Linked DNA regions of Mus musculus: region 2 is linked to region 1. The links are chromatin contacts, called in public Hi-C maps. All regions are on one chromosome and are shown on one strand. The core of a region is the stretch at or near the end of the contact, and the rest is flanking DNA. Distances in the headings are between cores, read along the strand shown. Region 1 holds the start of Clec16a (C-type lectin domain family 16, member A). Region 2 holds the start of Ranbp1 (RAN binding protein 1).

What was found. A called contact is a pair of places that touch in the nucleus more often than the background predicts.
Region 2: a contact with region 1 is called in a Hi-C map of CD4 T cells, with 4 times the contacts expected there. The contact joins the promoter of Ranbp1 here to the promoter of Clec16a in region 1. A contact is called at or near these places in 1 of 39 promoter capture datasets (cranial neural crest) and 1 of 484 Hi-C or Micro-C datasets (CD4 T cells).

The regions. Positions count from the first base shown.
Region 1 is chr16:10,542,742-10,546,940 of GRCm38.p6, reverse strand. Clec16a (C-type lectin domain family 16, member A) reads right to left here and starts at 1,602. Exons shown (of 23, transcript NM_001204229.1): 1 at 1,299-1,602. The coding sequence starts at 1,378. It overlaps Dexi (dexamethasone-induced transcript), which reads left to right and starts at 3,887. Exons shown (of 2, transcript NM_021428.4): 1 at 3,887-4,199.
Region 2 is chr16:18,246,808-18,250,911 of GRCm38.p6, reverse strand. It overlaps Ranbp1 (RAN binding protein 1), which reads left to right and starts at 2,218. Exons shown (of 6, transcript NM_011239.2): 1 at 2,218-2,364; 2 at 3,487-3,623. The coding sequence starts at 2,350. It overlaps Trmt2a (TRM2 tRNA methyltransferase 2A), which reads right to left and starts at 2,029. Exons shown (of 12, transcript NM_001080999.2): 1 at 1,661-2,029; 2 at 879-1,426; 3 at 350-458; 4 at 1-92. The coding sequence starts at 1,681.

The sequences.
Region 1 (4,199 bases), core at 353-2,852:
TTGCTCCATGACAGAAAGAAGCCATTCTACACCCCAACATCAAAGGGGAAGTCCCATCTAATTTTTAGCTTGCCAATCTTTTCTAGGGACCCCTGTCTTCCTTTCTGTTGTTACCGCACTATCTTCCTGTCCCCATACAAAGCTTCTGGGGTCCCCTCTGAAACTGCCTTCTCCGCCCCCCCTTGGTACCTCCACCTCCAGTTCTCTCCCTGGAGCCTCTCATTTCTCTAAGGTCTCTGTCTTCTACCACTCTCTCTTTGTAGTCCCTTCCAATCCTCTGGCAATATAAGTGCAAAGAAACCAAGCAGGTTCTCCCGTCTTGGGAGTGTCAGTTTAACAAAAGCTAGAAAGGAAGTGAAAATAAACAGAGCCACAGAAGACAGCAAGGGTATAATGACTGGAACTTAGAGACAGAAAGGAACTGGAATGGGCTGGGAAGGCTTGAGTGCCTCTGTTAGCCACTCCTGTAGAGCAATCCTGAATCAATCACTTAACATGCTCAACATTACCCAATTCTTGTACAGTTCCCAGTTCCCAGCTGGTAATGGCAAATTGGAAGGACAGAGAGAGAAAATATGCCCAAAGCTACAGTCATTAAGTCAGGATTTGAACACAGGTCTAACTCCAAAGCTAGCCTCTTCTGTGTACTTCCCTGTTTCCCCAGGACTCTGTAAGCCTCCTGTCTTCTCTAAAGGTGCTACTGCTGACTATCCCTCTAGAATTCCTTCTGAAAATACTTGTGTTCTTTTAATCAATGTTCTTTTTAGAGCACTTGTACATGTTCTGTGCGTTTTCTTCATTCTCTTATCCAACCAATCCTAAAAATAACCACAAAAAGTGGTACTGTCACTCTATTCGTTTTACAGTGAAGGAAACTGAAGCCTAAATGCATACTGTTAACTAAAATCGAATCCAGATCTGGCCGGGTCAATGGCCTCGTAACTATGCAGTCCAAGAAGTGCTACCCCAAGAAGCCCAGTGGCCACTGTCTGTCCCCGGGACATCAAGACAACTCCAGCCCACAAAACGAAAACTCAACGATGCCCTTACTTTTCAGGTTAGGTGTCTGGAGACTGAAAAATCACGCGACTTGTCCAAGGTCACACACAGAGCCAGAAGTGAAAGAGTCAGGGTTCGAAGCCAGGTGCCCTGACTCCAAAGCCTTGCGGATAACCAACATACAACCCTCCCGCGGCACCCCTGTCTTCCTCGCACCTCCGAGCCCCGCAAGCCAAGCCCGCGTCTGGGCGTCCGCGCCCGGCCCCGCGGCCTTCCCGCCGCGCGCCCCGCACACTCACTTCAGGTGGTCCAAGGAGTGGATGTTGCGGGAGGACTTGCTGTGGCCCCCGCCCACCCAGCTCCGTGAGCGTCCAAACATGTCCGCAGACCAGCCCTGTCGCCTGCCTCACGGTTTCATGTCCGAGCCGCCCAGCGGCCCGGTGTCCGCGGCGACATCTCAAGCCCAGCCAGCGGCGGCGGGGGCGGTGGAGAGACTGCCAAGCACCTTGCTCCCCAGCCCAAAGCCCCGCACTGACATTCAGCCGGAACCGGCCGTTCGACCGCCGCGCTTTACGGCCGCCGCCGCGAGGAAATCTGGGAAATGAAGTTCTCCGGCGAGGCTCTTGACGACAGGACTCTGCGAACGGACTACAAGGACCGGCATGACTCGCGCGACCGTCCAGAGGAGGCGGGACAAGAGGAAGGAAGAGGCTGGGCACTGTCAAGGTGGGCGGAAACGGTTTGCTGAAATCGGAGTAAGACTATCTGACCTTATTTATTGTTAGCTTTGTGATTAGAAGAGTGTCTCGAAACCCCAGCTAAAATTGGAGACCACCCTTGGCAATTTGGCAAGGTTTAGTTCTCTTAAAAAGTATTACGTGCGCGTGCGCGCGCGCGCGCGCGCACACACACACACACACACACACACGCACTTAGAGTCTGTAAAACTTTGGAAAGCAAGTTCTCGCCTTCCACTATTTGAGATCTGAGAATTGAAGTCGGATCTTCAGACTTGTCAGCATCTTTGCTTAACAGCTGAGCCATTTTGATGGGTCTAACTCTTTAAAAAAATTTTTTAAAGGGGTGGGAATGTGGCTTATGCATTATGGATGCAACCTTCAATATCGCAATAATAAGAATTAAAAATAAAAAGCATTGAGTAGTACATTATCATTTGTCATTATCCTAAGTGATTAATTATTTAATTCTCACAACCATATGAAGTAGATGCTGTTATTAACCTTATTTTACAATTCAGGAAACTGAGTCACAGAGGCACTTTATGTGTGACAGACGCAGGATTCAAGCCCAGGTACCCTTATTTGCTTCTGTTGACAAAACCAATCAGTAACATTCTGGTTTGTCCTTACAACCTTTTTCTTTTGCACATTAGTCTTAAAACATTTTGTAAAGATGTGAGCAGCATTGTAAAGCTAACCACGATGAACTTTCAGAGGTTTCCTCTGGTCATTATTGAAAACTCATGCCATTTCCCAACTAATTCAGTAAGAAAGAAAGAGAACTCCAAGATCTCCATGAAAGGTTACATACACCTGGACTTCCTTCCCAGACTGGAAGTGGGAACCTCGGTGGGAAGCAAGATTTTGTGCCCCACACCCTCTCATTTATTCATTTCTACATCTCATAGCTATTTAACCCCTGTGACAGCCCATTGACTGTCCTAGGAAAAGAGTTGAGTCAGGGACCAATGTTCTCTCCAGGGCCCAGGACAAGATTTGCACATAGCACGTTTTTAGATGAATATTGATAGAGTGAATGGTTTGCATTGCTTCCAAGAATTAGAGAGATGTAGACTGGCATCAGGCTAATGGTTTCCCATGTAAAAGTCATGAAAGAACAAGAACATGTCTGACCTCCAAAGGAAATGACAGAGACTCAGCAGCTTCGAGAATCCATTTCTCTGGAATTTGTTTTCCTCATCTGTGAAAAGGGAATATACTACATTGCCTTGTCCAGCTCCTATAAACCTAAGTGTGACTTAGATTAAAGGCCTTTGTAAGAATTGAGGATAGACCTTAATCCCAGAACTCAGGAGACAGAGGCAGTGGAACTCTACATGTTCTGGGACAGCCTGGTCTATAGCCAATTTCAGGGCACCCAGAGGCTTCATGGTGAGACCCTGGGTTTTCAGGGTTTGGGTTTTGTTGTTGTTGTTGTTGTTGTTGTTGTTGTTGTTGTTTTCAAAAACAGATGTAGAGCTACATCTCGTCTATATCTTGCACACACAGACCTTGGTTTTGATCCCTCGCAAACTCATCCTCCTGACGAAGCACAAAGGTGGTCTGTAAACCGAAGAATCTGAGCAGATATATACTTAGCATTATTGGTTGGTTGGTTGGTTGGTTTTAAACATGGACTGCAAAATAATAGAAACAATAAGCAGCCTTATTGGCAGAAGATTTGACCTGCTTGTGGTACTTTCCATCCGGGTGTCATGGAACCCTATAATGCCTCTGTCAAAGGCACTCAGTAATTGATTTTTTTTTCTTACTATACCGTGAAAAAGAAAACAACAAAAGCGCTTTGGGGATATCTAAGATTTTCAGTGGAATTACCGGCATTCCTTTTCCACCCGGCATCATTTTAAAGGGGGTAAACTAAGTTCCAAAAAGGTGACGCTCCATACCTAAGTTCGAGATGCAGTCTAAGGAGTGCCAACTGCAGAAGAGCAACTTAGAGACTGGAGCACCTCCCATGGGGCGGAGCAAATGAGTACCCGCCCCCGGACAGCTCAAGCCAATAAACGTGGAGCACTGAGCTAGCCAATAAATACGGGCGAGCATGCGACTGGCCAATGAATGAAGAGCCTCTGGGTAGGCGGTGCTGGGAAGCCCAGAGCGACTTGGCGGCTGCAGCGATGGGCAGTGAGCCTGCGGGGGCGCCGAAGGTGCCTGAGGAACGCCTCGGGGAGACAGCAGCGGCCTCAACTCTGAGCTGCGGCGGGGGCGCGCGAGCGCAGCGTACAAAGCGAGTCGCTGGCCACTTCTAGGGGGGTGGCCCTGAGGGGCGAGCGGCCCGTGTGGCCCGATCCCGGGGCTCCGTGACCCGGCCCTGAGCATCTCGGGGTGTCAAGGAGCGTCTTCGGAGGCCGCCCGGGGCCCAGCGCTGCCGCCACCGAGCCCCGGGGCGCCCCCTGGATGGCTGAGCTGCCCCCTCGCCGGCCGCCCGGGCGCCGCAGC
Region 2 (4,104 bases), core at 969-3,468, 7.7 Mb before region 1:
CCCTTGTACTTGCCAAGCCGGCAGCCAACTGTGTTGTCCTTGCCGTCTACCCCAACTCCGACCAGGAATTCACATTTATTACGATATTCAGTCTGTAGGAGTGTAGTAAAGAGTCAGATCTCAACCTTGATTACCCAGCACTGGAAGAAGAAATACCATAGTGAACAAAAGACCCAGATTTGCCCAAGGGGTAACAGAACAAGATTTTACTGCTGGCTTATCAAACATTGGGAAGAAATGAAAAGCAAGAAAAATATCAAAGAGCATATGCATAATAAAATTGACATGAACAAGGGCCAGCCTCCCAAGCCCCCCCATCCCCATACACACAGAATGGGATTTCTCTGACCTGCTGGGGTGATGGCTTGACCCCCTCCAGGGGGCAACAAGCTTTATTGTGCTGTTGTCTCTGTAAAAGCAGCCAGGGTAGCAGGGCACGATTAGTGTTCCCAATTTCTCTGCAGGATGAAATACATCATGGTTGGATTTAACACTGTTCCCCATCCATACTGGGCAATTCATTTGCGACCTCACTATCCCTCTGTTGTGGGCCTTATGAGTTCTTTCGTTGACCACTTCAGACTGGTGGTTCTCAACCTTCCTAATGGTGCCTGTGATCCTGTAATCATGTTGTGATCCCCGACCATAACATTTTTTAATTTTGTAGTTGTAATCTGCTAATGTTGTGAATCATGATGTAAATGTGTTTTCTGATGGTCTTAGGCAACCCCTCTGAAAGTCTGGTGACCCACTGGTTCCCACCAATGGTACAGAACCATTGACATAAACTCTGTGTGTATCTTGAATTGCTTACATGGCTAATGGACCAGGCCAAGAGCAAAACCCAGCTCTGCTTGGGATGTCAGCACCACACTCACTTGGCCAGTTTCTGTAGCACCCGCTCACATTCCAGTCGCTTCTGCTCCAGCTGCTCAGTGTAGGGCACTGTCCACAGAGGGGTCACCACATCGGCAATTTGTGTTACTGATGGCTCACTATCACCTTCTTGCCGCCTCTTCCTAGCCATGGGGTCAGCCTTGGGTCGGGCCAGGCGTACGCTGAGCGGACAGCCTTTCCAGAGAGCACCGTGCAGCACTCGCAAGGCCTTGTCTCGTTCAGCAGCGCTTCGGAATGTTACAAAGGCACATGGTGGCTGTCCAAAGAGTTTGATTTTGTGGGACTGTAGACCAAAACGGCCTAGAAAACGCCGGACGTCACTGAAGCTGGCGTGGCGAGGTACATTTTGGAGCTCCAGTTTAAAGATTTCTGATGTGAACAAGTCATCCCTTATGTAGCTGTAGAGCCCAGGCTGCGTTCCAGGCCCTGCAGCTGGCCCAGGCCCTGCTTCCTCTTTTTGACATAGTGGGGCCGCAGAGCTGGGTACAGCACTGGCATCCTGGCCGCAGTCCTCCATGGGCTCCGGAACCTACGTGGGAACAGACGGGCCTGGCTGAAGGCTCTAATTGGTATGACTCGCTCCCCCAAACCGCTGACAGATCTCCATTAGTGCACACTCCACGAAGCCCTGGAGAAACCCGTTCTTTTACTCTCGAGACCCAATTCTCCCCCATCCTATCTTTGATCCGACAGTAATGACTGCTGCCCCAACCCACCTCCGCCCACCCCGTCCACATCTCCTGCACGTCTCCCTTTGCTTTACTTCCGCGGCCGGCTCACTCATCTCCTGGCTCGTCTGTTGCCCGGACCAGGGTGCTCACGAGGACCACCGGCTCGGCCTCCCACCCAACAAGGGCGCAGATACGAGGTACGCCGCCGTGAAGGTAGACCGCAGCTCCACACAGGGACTCAAAACTCGGGTGCTCAGAGCTGGGACTGAGGTTTGCGGATGCACTGTCCCCAAGGGCCACACGCTGCGCCTGCCTTCGGCTGGCCAGCGCACACTAGCTGCGTCTCCTCTCTCTAAGGGCTTGGTTCCGATGACGTCACCGCCGCGCGCCGAGTCCCGACTGATCCTTCCAGCAGCCGCTCACGCCAGCGTCGGAGGCACTCAGCCTGCAGGCGGAAGTGCGCGCGTGGGTCGCCGGGAGAGCGCGCTCCCCGGGCTGAGGCGCGGCCGGGCATGCGCCGCGGGCGTTTTGGCGGGAAGCGCGGGGCGGGCCGGACAATGAATGTCCGCTGTCGGAGCCAATAAAGCTACACTGGTTTTGAATCACTGCGCGTTTCCCGCCGCTGGGGTCAGGGGTCAGGGTTCGGGTCGGGGGGCGGAGGGAAGAGCGGACGGGCGGGAGCGCCGGCGCCAGACGCGGAGGAAAGGAGCTGCGACTAGCCGCCCAGAGGCCGCCGAGCCAGCGACGCCTGAGCTAGTCGAGCCACCGTCGCCGCGCCCCCATGGCGGCCGCCAAGGTACAGCGAGGCCCGGGTGGGGCAGGGCAGCCGGAGAGGCAAGGGCCGCTATGGGCGGCCACGTGGGCGGCCCGCGCCTCGGCCTCCAACCCTCGCTGGCTTGCGGGTTCGGGGCCTGTCGAGGCGCCTGGGCCTGGGGTGCTCGAGGTCTTTGGGGGTCCGCGAGTGGGAGCTGCTGGCCAAGACTCCGATCTCGGGGTCTACAGGGCGGCGCGTGACCTTGTGGTCTGCGGATGAACAGCCATGCCCAAACTGGGCTCCCGGCTTCACCTGGGGACCTGGAGGTGGCCGATCTCCTCCGTCGTGGCCCACTTGTGATCTTCCCATTAGGGGCGGCAATCCTCCTTCCAGTTGCACGCAGACCCCTTCATTCATTAGGACATTGCGCCTTCGGTGGGGAAAGCTCGCGTCCCAGCGCAGGGTACAGATATTAGACGCGCGGACTCTGGGCGGGGGCGGCTTTGTTGGTGGCTCGTGTGTCGGCCGCAGCTTAGCCGCAGTGCTGAGAAACCGAACGAAAGGTTTCTGTTTCTTTATCCTGTTGAGTTAGGTAGTGAGTCTGGGATTTCTCTATATTATCAAAGCACGTGATCTTGTCAGATTTAAACATGCATGTCCTTGTAATTCTCCAAGTTGAGTCAGAATCTTAGAGCTTATTTGTCATACTTTTCCTAGCTTCTTTCGGCTTAAAATTTCAAGCTTGGGTATTATTGCTGGAGGGATTGTAAACTAACAAGTGCTTGGATAACCCTCAGTAAAAACTGTTACGGCTGCTCTTCCTTTTGAGTATATCATGTTCTTTTTCATGGTGGGTATTTTTTTTTTTAACAGAAGAGGAAGTTTCTCCCAAGCTACTTTGCCAAGGACTTGGGTGTGTGTAACCCATTGATGTTTGAGTGTGTAGGAGTGTCAAAATACACAGTCTTGTTTCATGATATCCTGTGATTTTTTTTTTTTTTTTTGTGATGCTGGTTGTAAATACAATCAGATGATGTGAAAGATAAAACCAAAGGCTTAATTTCCAATTTGGGGAGGCATTTTCCAGATGCCATTTGTGATTGATGATGCCCATTGTGGACCGAGTCCACCAGCCAGCAACATCACTCTACCTTCTCTACACAGGACAGTCACGAGGACCATGATACTTCCACAGAGAATGCAGATGAGTCCAACCACGACCCCCAGTTCGAGCCAATAGTTTCTCTTCCCGAGCAAGAAATTAAAACGCTGGAGGAAGATGAAGAGGAACTTTTTAAGATGTAAGTCTGTTAAGGGGTCCTGGAAGTATCTTTAGATAGGCTGACTGAGACAGAGAGAAAAAAGAGTGGACAGGAAGCAGGTCTCTGCAGGCTATTTCTTTCACATTTTGCAGTACCCAGCAACCATAGTTGGACCACTTATGTTTACCTCTTCAATTTCTAGAGGAGCCAGCCAAGCTAGGAATTCTGTCCCTTGTATTGTTTCTCTTTCAGGTATAAGCCTTAGTGATATGTTCTGGCATAGCCTCTTTGTGATTTCTATCTGGAACTGCACAGAAGAATTCTAGGGTGGCTGGGCACACTGATTTCTGTGAATTTCATGGCTTGGACCCAGCTTGATAAAGGCTGTTTTAAGAAAGTGCTTGGAGATGTATGGTGACTAGTCTTACAATGAAAATTCAACCATTTCTCAGCCAAAAATGTTGCCAGGTTATCCTGCTGCCTTGTGGCCAGTCATGTGAAGGTTGTTCCCATCACTGTT